Linked DNA regions of Sus scrofa: region 2 is linked to region 1. The links are chromatin contacts, called in public promoter capture Hi-C maps. All regions are on one chromosome and are shown on one strand. The core of a region is the stretch at or near the end of the contact, and the rest is flanking DNA. Distances in the headings are between cores, read along the strand shown. Region 1 holds the start of CENPU (centromere protein U). Region 2 holds the start of CFAP97 (cilia- and flagella-associated protein 97).

Evidence for each region. Promoter capture Hi-C pulls out the DNA fragments that hold promoters and counts their contacts.
Region 2: a contact with region 1 is called in a promoter capture Hi-C map of fetal liver, with 3 times the contacts expected there. The contact joins the promoter of CFAP97 here to the promoter of CENPU in region 1. A contact is called at or near these places in 1 of 5 promoter capture datasets (fetal liver) and 2 of 47 Hi-C or Micro-C datasets (liver and skeletal muscle).

The regions. Positions count from the first base shown.
Region 1 is chr15:45,849,331-45,855,823 of Sscrofa11.1, forward strand. CENPU (centromere protein U) reads right to left here and starts at 2,131. Exons shown (of 12, transcript XM_013984043.2): 1 at 1,756-2,131. The coding sequence starts at 1,787. PRIMPOL (DNA-directed primase/polymerase protein) reads left to right here. Exons shown (of 15, transcript XM_021076332.1): 15 at 1,616-1,722. The coding sequence ends at 1,635.
Region 2 is chr15:46,253,074-46,259,713 of Sscrofa11.1, forward strand. It overlaps CFAP97 (cilia- and flagella-associated protein 97), which reads right to left and starts at 4,405. Exons shown (of 7, transcript XM_021075563.1): 1 at 4,299-4,405. The coding sequence starts at 4,315.

The sequences.
Region 1 (6,493 bases), core at 881-3,380:
AGCTCATGTCAACGCCAGATCCGTAACCCACTGAGCAAGGCCAGGGATCAAACCCAAAACCTCATGGTTCCTAGTCAGATTCGTTAACCACTGCGCCACGACGGGAACTCCGAAATCTTAAGAAGAGAATATAAAATATAATAGTACCATGCACTGAACATAGTATTTCATATACCCCTTGTTTTATGTGTGTGTACGTACTGTGTGTGTGTGTACTCACTGTGATGTAAACATCATTGCTGTGAATTACAGTAAGAACAGAAAAAGTTTGGTTCTCAAGCTTTCAGGCATCAGACTCACCTGGAGGGCTTGTTAGAACAGACCACTTAGCCCATCTCCAGAGCAGCAGCTGATTCAGTAAACCTGGGATGGCCTCTACGCTTTTGCATTTCTAGCATGCTCCTAGTGCAGCTGGTCAGGGAACCACACTTTGAAAACCACTGCTTTATTTGAATCTCAGACCCCAAAGAAGGGAGAATAGGTATTGGTGTAAGGCATCTATGATTCTGGGGTCCTGGAAAGGTAAGTAACGTCAGTGGTCACAGCCAAGTGACAGAAATGGGACTAGAAACCGATCACATACTTTCTTAACCTACTCTTTCTAAGGACCCCTGCCTTATCTGTGCTCAGATCCACAGGTCAAGTTTCCTTCTCACCTAGGCAAGGAGCAAGAAGAGACTCCTAAAAGATGGAAATCTCCTTGATAACATATGTCAAACTTTCATTTTGGGGGGGGAGGATGAACAGATTTCATGAATCTCAAAAGGCAAAAATGTTACATGTATGTGTATATGTTTGTGTACAGAGAGAGAGAACCACCCCCCCACTGGCCTAGCAGATAAAGTTTAACTCTTGTCACCTGATGTTTCAAGGCTCCAATATTTTTTCCCAGTCCTCCTCCCCACTGTGGGCGTCTTAGGTTCTTCCCCACTGGCCACTGGAATCTAGTCTCAGTTTACTCCACCTCCCTGCTTTGTCTTGCCCCAGCCTTTCCCCTATGCTGTCGGCTTGCCTCTACCATCACCCCACATCTACAAATGCACCTTCTCCGGGAAGCCTTCCCACGGTCCAGGTGGAACTCCTTTGCAGACTAATCAAAGCAAGCCAAGGCCCCTCCAGCCAGGACCAGACACCACCAGCAAGATACTTGCCAACAAATCCAGAGGGAATAACATTTTAGAGAGCAGTTTTGCAATCTATTTTAAATTGCATGCCCTTTTTGATTAAAAACAAAAAACCTTGCCCCATCCTGGCTGGAGTGCTCCTTTAAGAACCACAAGCAGCCGGCCGGAGATGTAGTTCAACTTTATGGTCTGTGGTTTGTGTTATAAAAACAAGCAAGGTCTTGAAAATAAGAATACTGACTACCAGCCAGAGTGTAAAAGCCACTAGAATGTGATGTCTGGCAAGTGGTAGAGTGGTACGCCCTCATAAGTTATTTGTTGGACAGTTCGTTTTAAAATGTTTTGTCTACTTTAGACTACACTCACCCAAAATGATGCTAACACTAGCCAGCGTTCTCGCCTGCCCGTCAGGCACCGTTATAAACTGTAACTCCTCTAAGCTTCCCCGTAATTCCTAGAAAATTGTGACTATTATTACTCCCCTTTTACAGACCTGGAAACTTATCGCTAGGACAAACAGCACAGTGCCAGAACCAGGCAGCACCAACAGCTCCGAGAGGCCCAAGATCCGCGGAAGAGAAAGAAGATAAAGTGGGCCCCAACCTGCGTCGCGAGGGTCCTCAATACCTACCCTGAGCGCGTTACTCGTCCCGGCTGGGCCATCACGGCCCACAGCTCCCTGCGCCCGCGCAGCTCCTGAAGCTCCCGCCAAACCCCGCGCTGCTCCCAGCGGCCAATCGGGGCCGAGCACGCGGGCACGCCTCCCGCCCCGCGCCCGGTCTTACACACAGGCGGGCTAGGGCTCTTCCCCGTCCTAGAGCGCTAGAAAAAACCCGGTCTGGTACTGCGCTAGAGCGGATTTGGAGTCCAGGCTTTAAAACCAGTTGCTGACAGTGCATGATACGCCAAACATTTGTCGGGTTTTTCCTCTCACCCACGTGCCTCGCCCTTTTTCCTAAGTTCCAAAGAGTCAGAGCCGCCAGGGCCCGCCCTTGGGGGCGGGAGGGGGAGGAGCCAGAGCCGGAACTGGAGAGGGCGCCCGCCTGTGAGGGGCGGATCCAAACCCAGGGTGGGACCGCTGGGTGCTTAAGCGCCTGCGCAGCTATCTAGAGTAAAGATTTGGAAATAAGGTTTGATTTTTAGTCTGCCAACGCCTGTAATCAGTTGTGTCATCTTGGCTTATTATTTTATTTCTACCCCAGTTTTTTCACTCATAAGTGGGGAGGGCCTTTTCTGGAGCTAATATTCTCTGATTCTTTACTTTCTCTCTAAAAAATGCATTATCCTGCAAAAGATGATTTTGGACCCCTATCACCCCCCCAAAAAAAATAACTCACTCAAAATGGATCAAAGACCTAACTATAAGGGCTAAAACTATAAAACTCTTAGAAGAAAATATAGGGCAAAAGCTTTATGACATTGGATCTAGCAATGATATCTTGAATCAAGACATCAAAAAGCACAGTTTAGGATGATGAAAGAGTTCTAGAAGTGGCTAATGGTGGATGGTTGCATAGCCATGTGAATATTCTTAAGTAGTGCCACTAAATGGTACAGTTGAAAGTGGCTAAAATGCTAAACTATATGTTACGTATATATCACCACAATAAAAATTATTAGAGTTCATGCACATAATATAGCATATACAAAGATAAAATGGAGCACACAGATGGTCACCACTGGATAGGAAATTAATATTTATCATTCCTGGAGTTCCTGTCGTGGCTCAGTGGAAATGAATCTGACTAGTATCCATGAGGACAAAGGTTTGCTCCCTGGCCTCATTCAGTGGGTTAGGAATCTGGCATTGCCAGTGAGCTTTGGTGTAGGTGGCGACATAGCTTGGATCTGGCATTGCTGTGGCTGTGGCATCGGCTAGTGGCTATAACTCTGATTGGACCCCTAGCCTGGGAACCGCCATATGCCATGCGTGCAGCCCTAAATAGACTATACACACACACACACACACACACACACACACACACACACACACATATATATTTACTTAATTACATAATTACAAAGTAATACATATATATATATTTATTTATCATTTCTTCCAAGGATAACCACACTTCCAATGTTGCGTTTCTCATTCCCATGTTTTTCTACCTTGCTATATTCCTAAAATGTTATTTATTGTATATTTTTAAACTTTATACAAATAATATTTGGATGTATTGTGCAAGTGCTCTTACTCAAAGATATAAATTTTAGGTTTATTCACAGTGATGCATGTAGCTCTCATGCATTCATTTTTGTAATGCATTAAGTAAATATATCACATTTTCTTTATTCATTCTTCTATGTATGGATAGATCAGTTGTTTTCAGTCTTTCTGCTGTTACCAATGATGCCCAGCTAAACGTCCCTGTAAGTGTCCTGCAGGGTACACAGCTACGAGACAGGGATAGACGCAGCAGAGCTATTATTGTCTCATGGGATAGAGACATTTTCAGCTATGTGAGAATGCCAATATTTACACATTGTTTTATAAGCAATTAATAAAATCTTCCTGGTTACATATACTTGTCAATACTTAGAATTTTCAATACTTTAAATGTTTTACCTAACTAGCAAGTTAAATGGTATCTTATTGTGTTTTTGATTGCATTTCTCTTAAGTTGATCATATTCTCCTTGGTTATAGGTCCATCCTGATTCCTTTTCAGAAAAATACCTGCTCACCCCACCTATGAATCACTAGGGCAATTGCCAGAGAAGAGTAAATTGCCTTTGAGGTATTGAAGGTACTTCCCCACTGAATGTAGAAATAGTGTTCCTGGAATCTCAGAAAATTGTCACCCTTAAGAGTGTCAGGGGAGTTGTCTCGTGGCGTAATGGTTAACATTCTATCCCAGGCCAAGGAACTTCTGCATGCTGTGGGTGCTGCCAAGAAAGAGAGAGAAAGAGAGGAAGGAAGGAAGGAGGAAGGAAGGAAGGAAGGAAGGAAAGAGGGAGGGAGGAATAAGAAAGGGAATGTGGAAAGGAAGTTTCATTTCCCAGGAAAGCGACTGTTGTCAAACCTTTTGTGCTATGGGTCCAAAAAAAGAAACTATCCAGTTGTTAAAACAAGAAGAGGTTCAGTGCTCTGGATGGAAATAAAAACTCAAACCAAATAGGTTTAAATAATAAAGCAATTTATGAACTCATGTCACTGAAAAGTCCAGTGCTAGGATGGTTGTCAAGCTTAGTTTGAGCTAGAGGTTGGAGAAGCCATCAAGGCTTTGAATCCATTTTCTTGCCCTTCTTATATGGTCAGCCTTTTCCTCAGCCTGGATCCTGCCATTATCATCATCATCGCCTGGATTTATTGAGCTTTTACTATGATCTAGTCATTGTTCTAAGTGTTTAGTATTTATGAAACCATTTAATCCTCTCAGTAACCCTATGTGGTAGGCTCCAGAATCCCACTGTACATATGAGGAAACTAAGCAGCAGCCCCGCAGGTAGTAAGTGGCTCTGGCTGCACTAGATCTGAGGACTCTGGCCCAGAGCTTGCATCTGGCAGCCCTTCCAAGTCTCACCTCAGAATTCCATCCTTCAGAGACAGAGAGCAGCTATGTCCCAGCATTCCCAGAAGAAGGCCTAAGATTTACTCTGATTAGATGAGCTGTCATGATGTACCTACCATTATTAGCCAGAGTTCCAGAGAGACAGAACTAATAGGATATGTGTGTGTGTGTGTGTGTGTAGGTAGACAGACAGACAGACAGCTATGTGTGTGTAGATACATGATAGATAAATAGATAGATGATAGATAGATAGATAGATAGTTTTATGGAATTATCTCACACAATTAATTATGGACACTGGCAAGTCAGAAATGACCAGCAACCTAGAAATCCAGGTAAAGGTTGATGTTGCAGCCTTGAGTCTGAGTTCTTCAGAGCAGCAGCCTAGAAACGCAGACAGAATTTCCAAGTTGAAGTCTGTTCCCAGTCCCCATCCCCTCACAACCACCTACTTTGTTCTCTGTATCTCAAAATCTGTTTGGTTATGTTTGTTCACTTGTTCTTTTTTTTGACTCCACGTATAATTGAAATCATAGAGTACTTGTCTTGGCCTCACTTATTTCAATGAGCGCAATAGTCTCTAGATCCACTGATGTTGTCACAAATGGCAAGATTTCATTTTTATGGCTAAGATTCCATTGTGTGTATGTGTGTGTATATATATATACCACATCTTCTTTACCAGCCATCAACTGTTGATGGGCACTTGGGTTGTTTCCATATCTTGGCTATTGTAAATAATGAGCGTGGGGGCGTGGTTCATGCATCTTTCTAATTAATGTTTGCATTTTCTTCAGATAAATACCCAGGAGTGGAATTGCTGGATCATGGCAATTCTATTTTTAATTTTTTGAGGACTCTCCATACTGTTTTCCGTAGTGGGTGCACCAATTTTCCCCCCACCAACAGTGCCTGAGGGTGCCCTTTCTCCACATACTCCCCAACACTTGTTATTTGTTGTCATTTTGGGGGGGGGGCATTCCCACAGCATGTGGAAGTTCTCTGGCCAGGGATTGAACCTGCACCACAGCAGCAACCAGAGCCACTGCAGTGATAGCACCAGATCCTTAACCCACTGCATCACAAGAGAGCTCCAAAAAGCTCTTTGGTCTGATGTAGTCCCATTTGTTTATTTTTGCTTTTGTTTCCCTTACCTGATGAGAAAAAAATATTACTAAGCATAGTGCTATGTTTTCTTCCACGGATTTTTATGGTTTTAAATCTTACATTTAAGTCTTTAGGCCATTTTGAGTTAATTTTTGTACATAGTGTGAGAGAGTAGTCCAGTTTGATTCTTTAGCACGTAATTGTCTAGTTTTCCCAATACCATTTATTGAAGAGTCTATCTTTTCCCCACCGTATATGCCTGCCTTCTTTGTTGTAGATTAATTGCCCATGTAAGCATGGATTTATTTCTGGGCTCTCTATTCTGTTTCATTGATTTATGTGTCTGTTTTTGTGCCAGTACCATACTATTTTGATGGCTGTAGCTTCATAGTATCTATGGTGCAGTCCTGAGGCAGGATTCTTTCTTTGGGAAATCTCAGCTGTTGTTCTCAAGGTCTTCAACTTATTAGATGAGGCCCACCCATCTGCTTTACTCAGAGTTTACCGATGTAAATATTAATCACACCTTAAAAAAATATCTTTGAAGTCCCCATTGTGGTGCGGCAGAAACATATCTGACTAGTATCCATGAGGATGCAGGTTTGATTCCTGGCCTCGCTCAGTGGGTCGAGGATCTGACATTGCCCTAAGCTGTGGTGTAGGTCACAAATCCCGGGGTAGGATCCCACATTGCTGTGGCTGTGGTGTAGGCCAGCAGCTGTAGCTCAGATTCGACCTGTAGCCTGGA
Region 2 (6,640 bases), core at 3,155-5,654, 410 kb after region 1:
CAATCATTCCAACTTTCATCAGCAAATCGTGTGTATATATATATATGTTTTTATATACACATTGTCTTTTGGCCTTTTTAGGGCTGTACCCACGGCACATGGAGGTTCCCAGACTAGAGGTCTAATCAGAGCCGTTGCTGCCGGCCTACATCAAAGCCTCAGCAATGCCAGATCCGAGCCGCATCTATGACCTATACCACAGTTCACAGCAAAGCTGGATCCTTAAGCCACTGAACGAGGCCAGGGATCAAACCTACAACCTCATGGTTCCTAGTTGGATTTGTTTCCACTGCACCACGATGGGAACTCCAAAACATTTATATTTTTAAGGATTACTAAAATATACTCATTTGCACTAGTGGTGTTACTAATAGCTAAAAAGTACTGAGTACTTATATGCTAGCATTGTTCTAAGTGTATTATAAGCATTAACTCATTGAATCTTTACAACTTTAGATTTTGTTAGCCACTTATCCGAGAGGAAACAGAGGCAGAGCAAGGTTTCTAAAGCACAGCCAGGATTCTAAAGCAGGATGCTTTGAGGATTGTGTTACTAACCACTGTTCTCTGTTTTAGAAGCATGGCCCTTCTGTAAGGCTTTTTTTTTTTTAAATCCCCTGAGATCCTTTATCTCCCCCCCCTTTTTTTACTGATATCTATGATTTGAGGGTAAACAGTGAGCAAGATAACAAGACCCTTCCACCTGCCCATCATAGTGATTTTTAAGGGAAAACAGGACTTGTTTAGCAATATAGCTTTAGAAACAGCTCTCTGCAAAAAAGAAAAAAAAAAAAAAAAAAAAAAAAAAAAAAAAAGATGGCCTATACAGTTAGGATTAGATACATATGGCAGAGTTGGCCACACATTTTACTTGCTATATTTGCCATATATCAGTTTTGCTCTAACAAAGTTATCTGGGATGAATCTCATTGGCAACACAAATTAACCAGTAGCCTTAGGTAAATGTGTTTACTTAAGCAATAAGAACTTGGACTTAACTTGTGACTCTCTACCCCTAACTTAGCTTGTGACCAAATCCCCTTTCCAAAGAGTTATGAATTCCAAAGGTGTTCTTGGTAAAGAGAGCGACAATTCTGGAAGTCACTAATCCTGAAATATTTCCAGCATGCCTCCTTTTTGTGTGTGGCATAGCAGAAGAATTTCTCTGTGATCCCCGGAAACCTTCAATGAAATTTATGCCAAGTTCTTCATGATGGTACAAGGCATATAATAAACGTCAGAGCTAATGCTCTTCCCCAGGCCTGCCCTCACCTTTCCCCAAGAGATTTGAAAGGAAAAGATTTTACCCCCTTACATTAGGAAAGAAAAAACTAAGTCCTGGCAAATGGAAATGACTTGATGGATTATTTTGTTTGTGCCAAGTGTGCCTTCTCTAACTTTAAGTGTTATCAAACTGGTGAATAAAAGAAAAATGTTCCTGTTGTGGTGCAGCAGAAACGAATCCAACCGGTAACCATGAGATTTCAGTGGGTTAAGGATCCATCGTTGCTGTGAGCTGTGGTGTAGGTAGCACACTCAGCTCAGATCCCGAATTGCTTTGGCTGTGGTGTATAGGCCGGCAGCTGTAGCTCTGCTGACTGGACCCCCAGCCTGGGAACCTCCACATGCCATGGATTCAGCCCTAAAAGGCAAAAAAAAGTAAATAAAAAAAATTTTTAAAGAAAAATGAAATGGATAGTTGAAAGCAGGGATTCAAAAGGTTCTGGATAAACAGAAAAGAAGCTGATATTCATAGAGACTTTATTACATGCCAAGCATTGTTATAAGCACTTTTTCACTGACAACTCATTTAATACTGGTAACAACTTTGAGGTTGGAGACATAGAAACTGAGGGGCATACAGGTTAACTAACATTCTCAAGATCACATAACTAGAAAGCAGCAGAGCTGAGATTTGATTCCAGGCAGTTTGGCTAGAGTCAGCACTCTGAAGGATTATACTAAACTGAAACAAGCAGAGGAAAATTTATAAGCCAAAAACCTAGCAGAGAGGGATACTCTGAAACAGCCAAACACAATAATAGTAAAGAATGGGGGGAAGGAGAGGAGGAAAGGCCAACTGAGTTTTAAAAGAAGGTTCAGTTGAAAAAACTGGGGCTCTCCATGTAGCAAAAGCATGACATGGAAACCAAAAGACTAGTATGTTTTTAAGTCACACTGGGGTAGCAACATATAGTTTAAGATAACTTGCATTATATTCTGTGTGGTCAAGCAACTTTTTTAATAAAACACTTACTTCTGGGTGCTACAGTGAAGAGTCTAGAATTTAAGTTATAATATTAGAGACCAAGGGCTCATAGGAATAAAGGGAAAGGGTAGGTTCAGATATTTGAAAGACTCTGATATGAAAAAAAGGCTTTAGAGTTGTTACTTGTAGTTCCAGAGGTGGAACTTGTATCAACAGATGTAAGAAAGCTGTTCTAACATTAGAATTGCTCAAAAATGGAATGGGTTCAGAGTTCCCGTCGTGGCTCAGTGGTTAACGAATCCGACTAGGAACCATGAGGTTGCGGGTTTGATCCCTGGCCTTGCTCAGTGGATTGAGGATTCAGCGTTGCCATGAGCTGTGGTGTAGGTCGCAGACGAGGCTCAGATCCCACATTGCTGTGGCTCTAACCTAGGCCAGGTAGCCACAGCTCCAATTCAACCCCTAGCCTGGGAGCCTCCATATGCCGCAGGAACGGCCCAAGAAATGGCAAAAAAAGACACCCCCCCCCAAAAAAAGGAATGGGTTGCCATCTAAGATTAAGCTAAATAACACTGAAGCAAAGACTGGATATCCATTTGCTGGGGTGCTGCAGGGGGGATGTATGCATTTGAAGGATATGGCCTTGCCCAACCCAGCATGAACTAGGTCTGTATCAGTCCATCCATAAGCCAAATGATTACAGATACTTCTTTGAAATCCCTTTTTTTTCACAGCTGTTTCCTGCCTTGTCTGTCTTCTTCCCAGACTGTTATCATGTTCATCTTTATGTCCTGGTGCCTAAAGTAGGACCTGAGAAACACTACGTTCCAGGAATGTTTATCTGATGAAGGGGTTTGGAGTCAGGAGTCTTAAGATTGAGCCCCAGTTTTGCTCTTTGCTGGCAGGCTGAGTAAGCACCTCTTTCACTTGAGCTAGTTTCCTTGAGTTTCCCATAGTTTTCTCCCCTCCCCCCATCACTTATCTCCTCATGTGCATTTACATGGTTCCTGTAGTCCCCAGTAGTTGTAAGCATCTATGTGATCGCAGTTCAAGATAGGGGATGCATAGTCCAGTGCCTGGGAGACTTTTCCGGTTTAAATTTAGGTTAATAACATCCAACAGATGGGCTACTTTTAAGGACTTACACATTCAGGCGAGTTAATTTACGGAAAAATTATCCACCTATCCCATCCACTAACCAATCCTTTTGGTAACATTCATTTAAAAATTAATGAGATTTAATTTGCATTAGAGAATAAAAAAAATATAGATTTAATAAGACAGTAACGTTTCTCTTTACAACATACTGGGAAAGGGTAAAAATTAAATGACAGTTCACCTCACCACAGTAACCCTGCTGGTGCTCAAGGAAGACAAGTATTTGCCAAAGCTACCGGGAGTCACTTGGATGCTCACCGTTTGTTCAGCTCTGCAGAGCCTCCAGGAGAAATATTAACGGTTTCATGTTACATTAGGAAAACGCACATAAGAATCTGGCATTTTTTAAAACTGTCATTTTGATACCGTGACATTACATTTCTGTAGTGAGATGTATGATTTGATCCAAAGAAGGGAACCAACTGGGTACACGAAAATCTCCGCCCAAAGTAAACTGTTTTCCAAGAGCTCAGATTCCTTTCAGAACCCCCTCCTGACCCCGCGAGGTAGCTGATAACTGACATCCCCTCCCGCCTCAGGGTTCCGGGTTAAGCCCGCGGAGGTGCGCGGCGGTGATCGGAACCGGCATCCTGGTGGCGACCACATCTTAATTCAGGGCCGAGCCGACCCCCACACCACCCTCGAATGCGCCCCGATGGTAAACCGAGCCCTCCCATCCCGGCGGCTGGGGGTCTGGGCCCACGGCTCCGCAGCCCAGATGCCTCTGTTGCGGTTACACCCGCAGCCCAAGGGGCTGCCCGGGCCGGAGGGGTGGGGGGCCCTGGCCGGCCCACCTTCCCAACGTCCCACACCAGCTTCCGCATACCGACCCCGCTTGCTAGCCGCAGCCTGGGCTCCGGAAAAGAAAACGGATCCCGAACCGGGGCTGGCACGCCGCGGCGGGAGGAAGGGGTCCCTCGCACGCGCTCACCTGGACGCCGCGGCCATGGCAGCCGCCCCGCGCCGCCGCGGCGTTCCGGCTTCGCGCACGCGCACGCGCTCCCGCAGCCTCCTCCTCGCGCCGAGGCGGCCGGAGCTTCCGGAGGCGGACGGAGCGGAAAGGGAAAGAAGTCGCAGCGGGCAGGGCGAGTCCTGCGGGAACCGGGCTGTCCCAGACGCTTGGCGTGGAGCGGCTCCTCGTGGCGGGCGTCGCAGAGCGCGGTGGGCCCCCACAGCCCTGGGAGGCGGGGAGCTCGAGGCCGGGCCGGCGACTCTCCTCTCGAATTGGAAGGGACGCAGGAAGACAGAAACCCCCAGACCCTCAGCCGACCGGTGCACGGTCAAGGTGTTCCCTGCTGCCCCCTCCGCTGTCAGTGGCAGTGCGGGTGGGCCTGGAGGTTAAGGTTGCTGGTTTAGTAAGGAAAGCTGCTCTCTCCTGTAATTTCGTACCCAAACAACAACAGCAATAATAAATATGTAGGCGACTATGTGATTGTATCAGCAGTGTTCAGGTCAAACAACTAGTTAGTTCAACGGGCGATTGGCTGGTAATGTGTTAGGAAGTACTCTAATTACTGGTAAATGAAATTTGTAGTTAAAACCGTCTAAGAGAAAAATGATTTCTGTCCAATATATTTAAATGCTGCAATTTTTCGTTTTTGAACTCACAGGCACATAGTAGGGGTGGTAGAACAATAACCCCTCACAGTTGTCCACCTTCTAATCCCCAGAACCTGTGACTATGCTGCTTCACGTGGCAGAAGGGACTTTGCTCTGTGATTAAGGATCTTGAGATGGGAAAGTCAACCTAGGTTATTTCAGGTGAACTCAATGTAATCCCAAGGGTACTTACAAGAACTTTGAAGTCAGTAATAAGAGACAGGGTCACATAAGCAAGAGGTTGTAATGTATAGCATGGTGACTTTAGTTAATATTGTGTTGTATATTTGAAGTTTCCTGAAAGAATAGATCTTAAAAATTTTCTGCCTAAGAAAAAAAAAAAAAGTGTATGTGTGTGAGGTTGTTAACCAATGGTAACTAGAGTTGTGATCATTTTGTAATATGTACCTAAATCATTTTGTTGTACACTTTAAACTTATACAATATTATGTGTTAATTATACCTCAATAAACTGCGAACATTTTTTAGTTAAAAAATGGAAGTTCTCACTGTGGCTAATATCCATGAGGATGCGCATTCAATCCCTGGCCTCCATCAGTGGGTTAAGGATCAGGAGTTGCCTGTGGACTGCAGTGTAAGTCCCAGATGGGCTTGGATCCCTGCTGCTGTGGCTGTGATGTAGGGTGCCAGCCTGTATCTCTGATTCAGCCCTTAGCCTAGGAACTTCCATATGTGTGGGTGCAGCCCTAAACATAAAAATAAAAAAATAAAAGGCAGCAAGATGTCAGAGTGATGTAAGAGGCAGTGATCCAAGGAGTGCAAGGCACCTCTGGAAGCTGAGGAAGAGAAAGAAAGGAATTCTCCCTGAAGCTCCCGGAAGAAATGCAGCCCAGTTCGTACCTTTTTTGTGCACTTTGGACCCCTAGGATGGTAAGAGTATAAATTTGTGTTGTTTTAAACCATTTAATTTGCAGTAATTTGTTATAGCAGCAATAAATGAATCCAATAGGTACTTAATCTTTTTTACATGAAAGTGTAAAGAAAGTTAGGAACTTTCCCAAGGAGTCTCACTAAGGAGTTGACTTTTCTTTTCTTTTCTTTCTTGTCTTTTTGCCTTTTCTAGGGCCGCTCCTGTGGCATATGGATGTTCCCAGGCTAGGGGTCTAATCGGAGCTGTAGTGACTGGCCTACACCAGAGCCACAGCAACTCGGGATCCGAGCCACATCTGCTACCTACACCACAGCTCACGGCAATGCCGGATCCTTGACCCACTGAGTGAGGCCAGGGATTGAACCTGCAACCTGATGGTTCCTAGTCGGATTCCAACCCCATGCGCCAAGACAGGAACTCCATTTCCTTTCTGTCTTCATAATGCATTTTGAACTTGTTGGTCCTGACTATCAAGTACAGAGAATCATCTTTCTGTTCTTTTAGTAGGCTAAAAGGATTTTACTCAGTTTTGCTTGATAAAACAGTGCTGGTACCATTTTCCAGGGATGGTTGTCTACTCTGTGGTCAAAAGTTTATTATACAAAGGAGTTAAATAGCTGTTTCTCCAAAGAAGATGTTGGTAAGCATGTGAAAAGCTGTTCGGCCTCACTCATTGTAGGGAAATGCAAATTACAACCATGAGATATCACTTCACATGCATTTGGGTGCTATTTTAAAAATTAAAAGAAAATAACAAAGATTGGCAAAGATACAGAAAATTG